Linked DNA regions of Sus scrofa: region 1 is linked to region 2. The links are chromatin contacts, called in public Hi-C maps. All regions are on one chromosome and are shown on one strand. The core of a region is the stretch at or near the end of the contact, and the rest is flanking DNA. Distances in the headings are between cores, read along the strand shown. Region 1 holds the start of HGD (homogentisate 1,2-dioxygenase). Region 2 holds the start of GTF2E1 (general transcription factor IIE subunit 1).

Region 1 (4,100 bases), core at 360-2,859, 51 kb after region 2:
CATTCTATTCTCTAACAATTCTGTCGGTTAGCATCTGGGTTGGGTTTAGCTGGAGATTCTCATGTACATATACCAGGGATTATGTACACATCTGCAGGCATCTGGCAGCCACATTGCCTCATTCACACATCTGGCAGCTAGTACTAGGCTGTTGTGTGCCTGGACCTCTCTTTCCACATAGTATCTCATTCTTAAGGAGGCTAGCCTGACTTTGTGTGGTAGTCTCAAGAAGCAAGAAATGAACAAATCCTAAGGCACAAGCATTTTTCAAATCTCTGCTCGTGTTGTGTTTGATTAGTCAAAGTAAGATTCAAGGAGATAAGTAAAAGACTCTCATCTTGGGAGGAGCAGCACAGTCACCTTGCAAAGGGATGTGCATATGAGGATGAAAGGAATTTGTGGGCATTTGTTTGCAATCTATCACATAGGCTTTATTCATTCATTTACTCACTTGTTTAAGTTGCTAATGTTAAAAATTGGAGCTTCCTATAAAGGTCTTATCCTAAAAAATTATCTAGCCTACTCTAGGTCTTATCCTAAAATCATCTAACCTCTTTGCATTTCTTGCCTAGTTTGCTGCACTTGAGTCTGTGATAATAAGACCTAGTTTACAAGATTGTTTTTGAGAAATTAAATGAGGTAATGTCTGTGGGAAAATCTGGCACAAACAGGCACTCGATATATTGTTTCTTCCTTCCTGAATGCCATTAGCCACAAAGTTGATACCTGACCATGGCTAAGGACAGTAGCCAAGATGAAGGACAAGGGAGTCATGGAAAAGGTGGCTGGAAGGTTGTCTCTTGGTCTTTTTGCAGAGGGATATAGGCATTAGGAAATAAGATCCTTAAAGAATTTACAAGAACACTAAATATATTTAAGAAATTAAGCAAAGCAATGGTTAAACATCTCAGTTTAACTCAGTTGGCTTTAAGTGAAGTGTGTCGGGCTCTGAACTCTTGGTTCACTCAGCTCATCCCTGGGAGGCATATGTGGAGAACAGTCTAAACCCAGTCCCGGATTCAGGCAACCATGTGTAAATACCTGTGTCAGAGTACAAATCATTTTCTCACTGTTCTCAAGAGAGTGAACAGTCTGACCTGTTCCTTCCCAGCCTGAATCAGAACTGAGTGAAGAAGCCTGTGCCATGCACAGCAGGCACTAACCACCGTGGTTCCCTTCATAAAGAGCTTTAAAGTCTCTGCTTTCATTTTGTCTTATGTCTTTTTAGGGCCACACCCAAAGCATATGGAAATTCCCAGGCTAGGGTCCAATCAGAGCTATAGCTGCCAGCCTACGCCACAGCCACAGCAATGTGGGATCCAAGCCGCATCTGCAACCTACACCACAGCTCATGGCAATGTGGCTCCTTAAGCCACTGAGCAAGGCCAAGGATAGAACCCGAATCCTCATGGATACTATTCGGGTTCGTAAACCATTGAGCCAAGACAGGAACTCTTAAGTTCTCTACCTTTAGTAATAAGCCTTCTTTTCTTAACTGGAACAGATAATCAGTCAACCTTTACCTTGAGCAAAGAGGAGACAGGCCTCTGCTAACATTTGAGAAACACCCTGGGTTGCAAAAAAAAAAACAAAGACAGTTGTGTAAGCAGATAGTAAGCATGCTGGACTTTCTCCCTAGTATAACATTTAGGAAATGCTCAAGTCTAGTTTGAAGGACCTGCTGACCAGTGAGTGCAGAGAAGCAGTGGAGTAACAACATCTAGAGGGTGATTTGAGGAGAAACAGAAGCATTTTGGCTTCATACCCTCTCTGGGCCTGGTTTCCAGAAATCATCATACCTGCAGCAGAAGGAAAATGGCTGAATTGAAGGTAAGAAACTATCCAGCCAGTTTGCTGTGGCATCTTCAGCTACAATTCACAGAAGCTTCTGAGAATTCCAGAGCAAAAGAATTAGAACAGAGAAGTGCTGTCTACGACCATACCACCCTGAACGCTCCTGATCTCATCTGATCTCGGAAGATAAGCAGGGTCAGACCTGGTTAGTACTTGGATGGGAGAACTTAGAGAAAGTTCTGGTCCAAGCTACCATGTTCTGAAGTGTCTGGAGGCTTGGCTGGGGATGAGGTGGTAAAAAAAAGAGGATTCTCTACTTGTACATCTCTTGTCTTGCTCATTTCATATATTGTCTTGGGGATCTGTAGGCATCATAAGGGCTCTCCTCCACCATGAACAGACACATTTCTCACTGTATCTCTTTGCCAGCCCCTACTCTCTGACAGTTTTCTGTAGCTACAGTTTTTGGACAGTCTCCAGCTGACCAATTAGATATGTTTAAGTTATTCGGTCATTTTGAGGCTCACAATCAGCCCTTGGCCAGTAGAAGCCCTATCATTTCCTCTGGGAAATAATTCCCTTTTTATTATTTAATGTGCAATTGGAAAATATGAGTGGGTTATATTCTCTTAATGAATTAACTAGTATCTTCAAAATTAATCTAGGATGTAGCCACTCTTGTTTCTATTTAGCCATTAAGGGAAGTTCAGAGAGGTTAAGTGACTTGCCCAAGGTCACTGCTGATAAGTGATGGAGTCTGGACTAGAAATTGAGTTTGTCCGAATCCATGCCCAGGCTCCAAAAGGAGCATTAGTAGCATCTGCGAGACGGAGTGCCTTAAGGTCAGGGAAACAGTGTGTCCCCAATGTCTAATACAATGCTTAGTGTCCACCCCAGGCTGCTAGTGACGAACACATGCTTGTGGAATTGAGTAGAACTGCCCAGAACCTTGATTCAAGCCAAATATCAAGCAGGCCAGACTTCTTTCTAGGATTTGAGCACTTCCTAAATGCCCTTCAGCTGACACTGAGTTTGAAAATCAAACATCTCCCTAATTGACAGGGGTCCTAAAACCACTGAACACCAAAGTAAAAGAGTTTGCCTCCTTATGCCTGTTTAAGAATTAGAAAGACTGAGGAAAATTCTCATTCTTTCATTAAGCAAATATGTGTTAGTGCCTGATGCCACAGACTGACATAGGAAAGGAACTGAGTCTGGACTAGATGAGGGTCAAGAAAAACTTGAAGGAGGCTGTTCCTAAGTGGAGTCTTAAGAGAGAAGAGGATTTCCTTGATGACCTAGTGATTAAGGATCCAACATTGTCAGCGCTGTGTCTCAGAGCATTGCTGTGACGCAGGTTCAGTCCCTGGTCCAGGAATTTCCACATGCTGTGGGCATGACCAAAAAAGAGAGAGAGAGGAGTAGAAATTGACTAAGGGAAAAGGGATGGGGCGGGGGGGGGGGGTGGTGCTGGAGGAAATAGCCAGCACAGCACATGTAGAAAACCCCACATGTTCTGGAATCCAAGAGCATTTCGGCTAAACTTGAATTGCTATAAGGACAGCCAGGATGAGATACCCAGGATGTGGTCAGCTGTATGGATCTGGATCTCAGGGGAAGGGTAGGGCTAGGGAAATAGGCATGGAAGGTCATCATATCAATGGTGGGCATTGAAGCCTCAGAAGAGGGGGAGTGCATAAAACCTTCATTTCCTGATGAAGCTCCTATGAGGAAGTTCAGCAGGGGTTGAAAACATCCTTACCATTTATAAATAAATTATATCCACAGAAAATTTTAAGCAACTTATTATGCACAGCACCAGCTCACCAATGTAAATTGCATGCTGGTCTTTGTTCTGAATTTCAAAGGCATTCTTCCCAGCCTGCTGTCTAATCTCCACAAGGAAAGGTTAACTCTGGAGATCACGAATCCAAACACAGAAAGCCAGATTGCATCATTCTGATCAATACACATTATAAGTTACAAAAATATTTCTTTGCTTTTATTTCTTCATTTTAACGGGTGTGTCAACACAAAGCCTCAAACGAAATCATATTTACACAAAAGCAAGCAACTAGGGGAAGAAAAATCAGAAGATAAAACAATAAAATTAAAATGTAAATGAACCACTATGTTCTTAAATTGCTTCACTTCTGCAAGTCTTGATTTCCTCATTGCTAAAAGAAGAGCTGCTTAACATGCAGACTTTGGACCCCATCACCAAACATTTTGATTCACTAGGTCTGGGTCTGTAGTTAACAAGCTTTGGGTGTGATTCCAATGATTGGCTAGAGGTGGGACCCCAT
Region 2 (4,129 bases), core at 1,603-4,102:
ACAATGTCTTCTTTATAGAGTTGATACATGGAGTAAATGAGATAATATCATGTGCAGTGTTCTGCTTTCAAGGCTGGCATCATAAGAGTTCCATTAAGTGTTGGCCTTCGTAACAACTCCCTACTTAGATAAGTAATTCTTAAAACACTTTGAGAAATGGGCTGAAATAAATGAAGATGGAAGCCCTGTGGAAGTATTAAGAATTATAGTAATCAAACCTAAACTACAAAAGGCAAAAATATAAGAGGACAGGATGAATGAAACTTACAGAGACAAAATCAAAAGGATCCCATAATATATTGCAAATGGAAGATACACAGTAGGAAATTTTTAAATATTTGGGGTTTTTTTCCCCAATTTTTTTACTATGATAAAATATGCACAGCATAAAATTTACCAATTATATATTTTTAAGTATACAGCTCAGTGGTATTAAACACATTCATAATGTTATCCAGCTATCACCATCAACCACTTCCACAGCTCTTCGTTTTGTAAAACTGAAACCTTACACCCATTAATAACATATAGCTATTTGTTTTAAGCCAGTATGACTGGGAAGAGACAAATATACTGAGAAACAGGCTAACACCTGAAGAGGAACAGGTGGAAGAAATGAGGCATTCAGTTCCAGTTGCTTGTGTTTGAAGAAATACTACAGAATGTTACTGTGAAGATGTCCCACAGGTAGCTGAACAAATGAATCTGGAGCTCAGCAAAGAAATGTATGTGCCATCTTGTTCAAAATCGCTATATTCTAAAAATCCTCTTTTCTGACCACTGTGTTCTCTCCTTCACTGCCTCTACTTCCCCACTGATGCTAAATCTCTTCAATCTCTGGATTTTATAATACTTAGGTCAGAGGTCTCAAATTGGCAGCTTCTGCCACATGATTTGACTAATTTTGATTTCAAAATGTTTTGAAAATTTTCTGAATTAGTGGTCAACATTTAAAAATCATGAGATTTGGAGCTACTGTTGTGCTTCAGTGAGTTAAGAACCTGAGTAATGTCCATGAGGATATCCATGCAGGTTTGATCCCTGGACTCGCTCAGGGGGTTAAGGACCCACAAGCTGCAATACAGGGGGCAGACGAGGCATGAATCTGGCATTGCTGTGGTTAGGCCAGCAGCTGCAGCTCTGATTCCACCCCCAGCCTGGGAACGTCCACTAGCCGCAGGTGTGGCCCCAAAAAAGGAAAAAAACAAAAAACAAAAGTCGGATCCTGCATCCTCATGGATACCAGTAGAGTTCATTTTCTGCTGAGCCACCATAGGAAACCCCCCATTTTTTTTTTAATGAAATAAAAATCATGAGATATCACATAAATTTTAATTTTCAGCTACTTCTCAAAAGTGGAAATATCTGAGGGAAAAAGTGAGATCATATTCCCACATGGAAACACTCAGCTGAAGAGCAATTGATACTTTAAAAAAGGGAAGGAGCTTGGCTGGCCTCTGGAGACTTTTGAGTGTGTGACCTTTGGGGGCCATGTCTGGTTTCTTCTTTTTAGTCTTATCAGTCCATCAGTCACCTATCAGTCTCACCTACAACCCTACCCTACCTAACCCAGACCCCTGAAAGCAAGTTGCTTTTGTTTTTAAACCATATGTATTCTAATCACACAAACACCAGGCAGAGTTGTAAGAACAAAGTTGAAAGTGAATGCACTCTCTGTACTGGGTCTAGGCTCCTCAGCCTCATCTGCAGCCACAATGGCATTCTCTCAATTCCAGGAGCCACACATGCTCTCTGCTTCCAAGCCTTTACACACGCCCCCACAACAAAGGCCGAAGTCCCTTCTCCTAATCATTTTTCACATCTCAAATGACATTTCCTCAGAGACACCTTCTCAGATTCTCCCTAGCAGTTTAGAATCATCCCCCTTTCACATGCTCCCATAGCTCTTTCCCCTTCTTGGTGGCAGTGAATAGTTATACTTTCTCAATGTCTACATCGGAGACAAGGGTCTTAATCTTGTTCACCACTGATTTTCCAGTATGGATAACAGCTGGTCAAGTATTTCCATAAAACTTTCAATAGGTCTCCTCAGCACGTGTTCTTCAAACATGCCCACCCTGTTAGCCCTCACCTCCCCCCATTCACTTTCCCCACTGCAGCTTCCAGAGTAAAGAAAGGTAGGGTATTGAAAACCCTCTTCTTAAACTTCAAATGGTTTTAAGCAGGAGGTGACAGCACCAAATTAGCGATTTTAAAGGATTCTGCTGACTGCAAACTGCAAAATGAAGGGAAAGAAGAAGTGGACGTGGGGAGTTCTGTTAGATTTCGATATATTACTATTCCAAATCTGGAATAACGTGGATTCTATACATCCACCTGGTTTTTCTCAGTTAGCCACACTTCACGATAGTCTCCACGGCTTCATACATAAAGTGGCATTATCACCGCGAAACCTCTGGACCAGCCCCGTTCCCAAATGTTCGTTTCCGCCCCACTGTGACAACCACGACGCCCTAAATTCCCTCGGACTCTGCCAGCTGAGTCCAGAGGCCACACTTGACGCAGCCAAGCCAGTCCTACCCGAGGTCGCACATGGGCCGCTCCGGGGTCAATGGTTCTTTGGAGGACCAAGCAGAGAACCGACTCAAAAGAGTAAGGGGGAGGAGGACAGCTAAGGAAAAAGCAACGAAGACACCCTGAAAGGCGACGTCGAACCAGGGAACCGAGGACAAGGAACAGGGAACAAGGTTTACCAAAGCGAATCCTCGTACACTCCCACTACAGCTTCCCTCTGCGCCTCAACTACCGGCTTAAACGAGCCACGCCACTTATGCGACAAAGAAAACGCCATATTCCTGCGACCAGTTTTAGAAACCACCCGCTACTTTTAACCAGGCAGGCCAATCAGCACGGTGAGGCCTTCAATCAAATCAGTCACATTCCGATTGGCCAATGGCATTGAAGACTCGGCCCTCCATACCCAGCTCTGATTGGTCTTCAATCCCGGAATAGGCGTTAACCTCAGGAAGGAGCTGGCAAGATGGCGTCCCTGGATCGGGTGAAAGTACTGGTGTTGGGAGACTCAGGTGAGCCGCTTAACCCACCTTTGGGGCTCCCGACACTTTTGAGTTATATGAAAATCCTCCCCTTTCACTCCCTCTCCACCCATCTGCGGATGAACTGACTCTGGCGGGGGGCTGACATCCCTCTCAAGGCCCAAAGACTACACTTCCCAGAGGACTTTGCTCTGTTTAAGCGAGCCGCGGCTTCGCAAGTGTTGGGGGCGCGGAGCCCGGGCCTTTCTCTGTTTTTTTTAGGTTTTTACATCTGTCTACCAGATGACCGCAGCTTAGTGATCCTTTGTTTTAAAACATATGCGGATACTGAGTGTGGTATTAGACGCCGTGCTGAGACAAAGTTAGGACCTTTCCTTTAAGAGATTTTGTTAATTAAGGAAATCAAACGTGCGCTTAGGAAACTGTACCAGGTGCTTTGCATATATTGACTCAATCCTGAGATCAGGCCCGTTATCCCATTTTACAGATGAGAAAAGAGAGGCGGAGGGCTGTAAATGACAGAACTGGTTTGAACCGAGAGCCTGTGTGCTTAAAACACTAACCTATATTATTTAGTGAAATAGCAGGTAGTAGTAATCTTTTACGCTCAACTGGGCTTCTTGTTTTCTTTATTCTCTTTAATCTTTTCTTCTTTTTTTTTTTTTTTTTTTTGCTTTTTAGGGCCACACCCAGAGTATATGGAGGTTCCCCGGGCTAGGGGTCCAATCGATCGGAGCTACAGCTGCCGGCTCACACCACAGCCACGCCAAATCCCAGCCAGGTCTGCGATCTACACCACAGCTCATGGCTCCAAACATCTGACACAATGTCTATCAGAGCAAATATCCAAAAGTCAACTCCAGAAAAGCATATCTATGAAATGCAAAGTTACCATTTATTCCAAGTTTTTAAAGAGCTTAGGAATGGAGATAATGAGAAACAGAATGAGAGTGAAGTGGAAAGGGGGAAATGAAAACTTCAGTTCCAGTTGTCAAGTGTCCAAGGTGTCAAAATAATTTTAACACTAGGAGTAAACTGGGCTTAGCATTAAGATGAGTATGACCCTCATCTTAATTTTTCTATTTCTTACAACCCAGCACATAAGAGGTTTT

What was found. A called contact is a pair of places that touch in the nucleus more often than the background predicts.
Region 1: a Hi-C map of liver shows a contact between it and region 2, with 1.6 times the contacts expected there. The contact joins the promoter of HGD here to the promoter of GTF2E1 in region 2. A contact is called at or near these places in 3 of 47 Hi-C or Micro-C datasets (liver and skeletal muscle).

What each region holds. Positions count from the first base shown.
Region 1 is chr13:139,658,706-139,662,805 of Sscrofa11.1, forward strand. HGD (homogentisate 1,2-dioxygenase) reads left to right here and starts at 1,610. Exons shown (of 14, transcript XM_003361881.4): 1 at 1,610-1,830. The coding sequence starts at 1,816.
Region 2 is chr13:139,606,631-139,610,759 of Sscrofa11.1, forward strand. It overlaps GTF2E1 (general transcription factor IIE subunit 1), which reads right to left and starts at 2,853. Exons shown (of 5, transcript XM_021070303.1): 1 at 2,715-2,853. RABL3 (rab-like protein 3) reads left to right here and starts at 2,534. Exons shown (of 8, transcript XM_021070305.1): 1 at 2,534-3,047. The coding sequence starts at 3,002.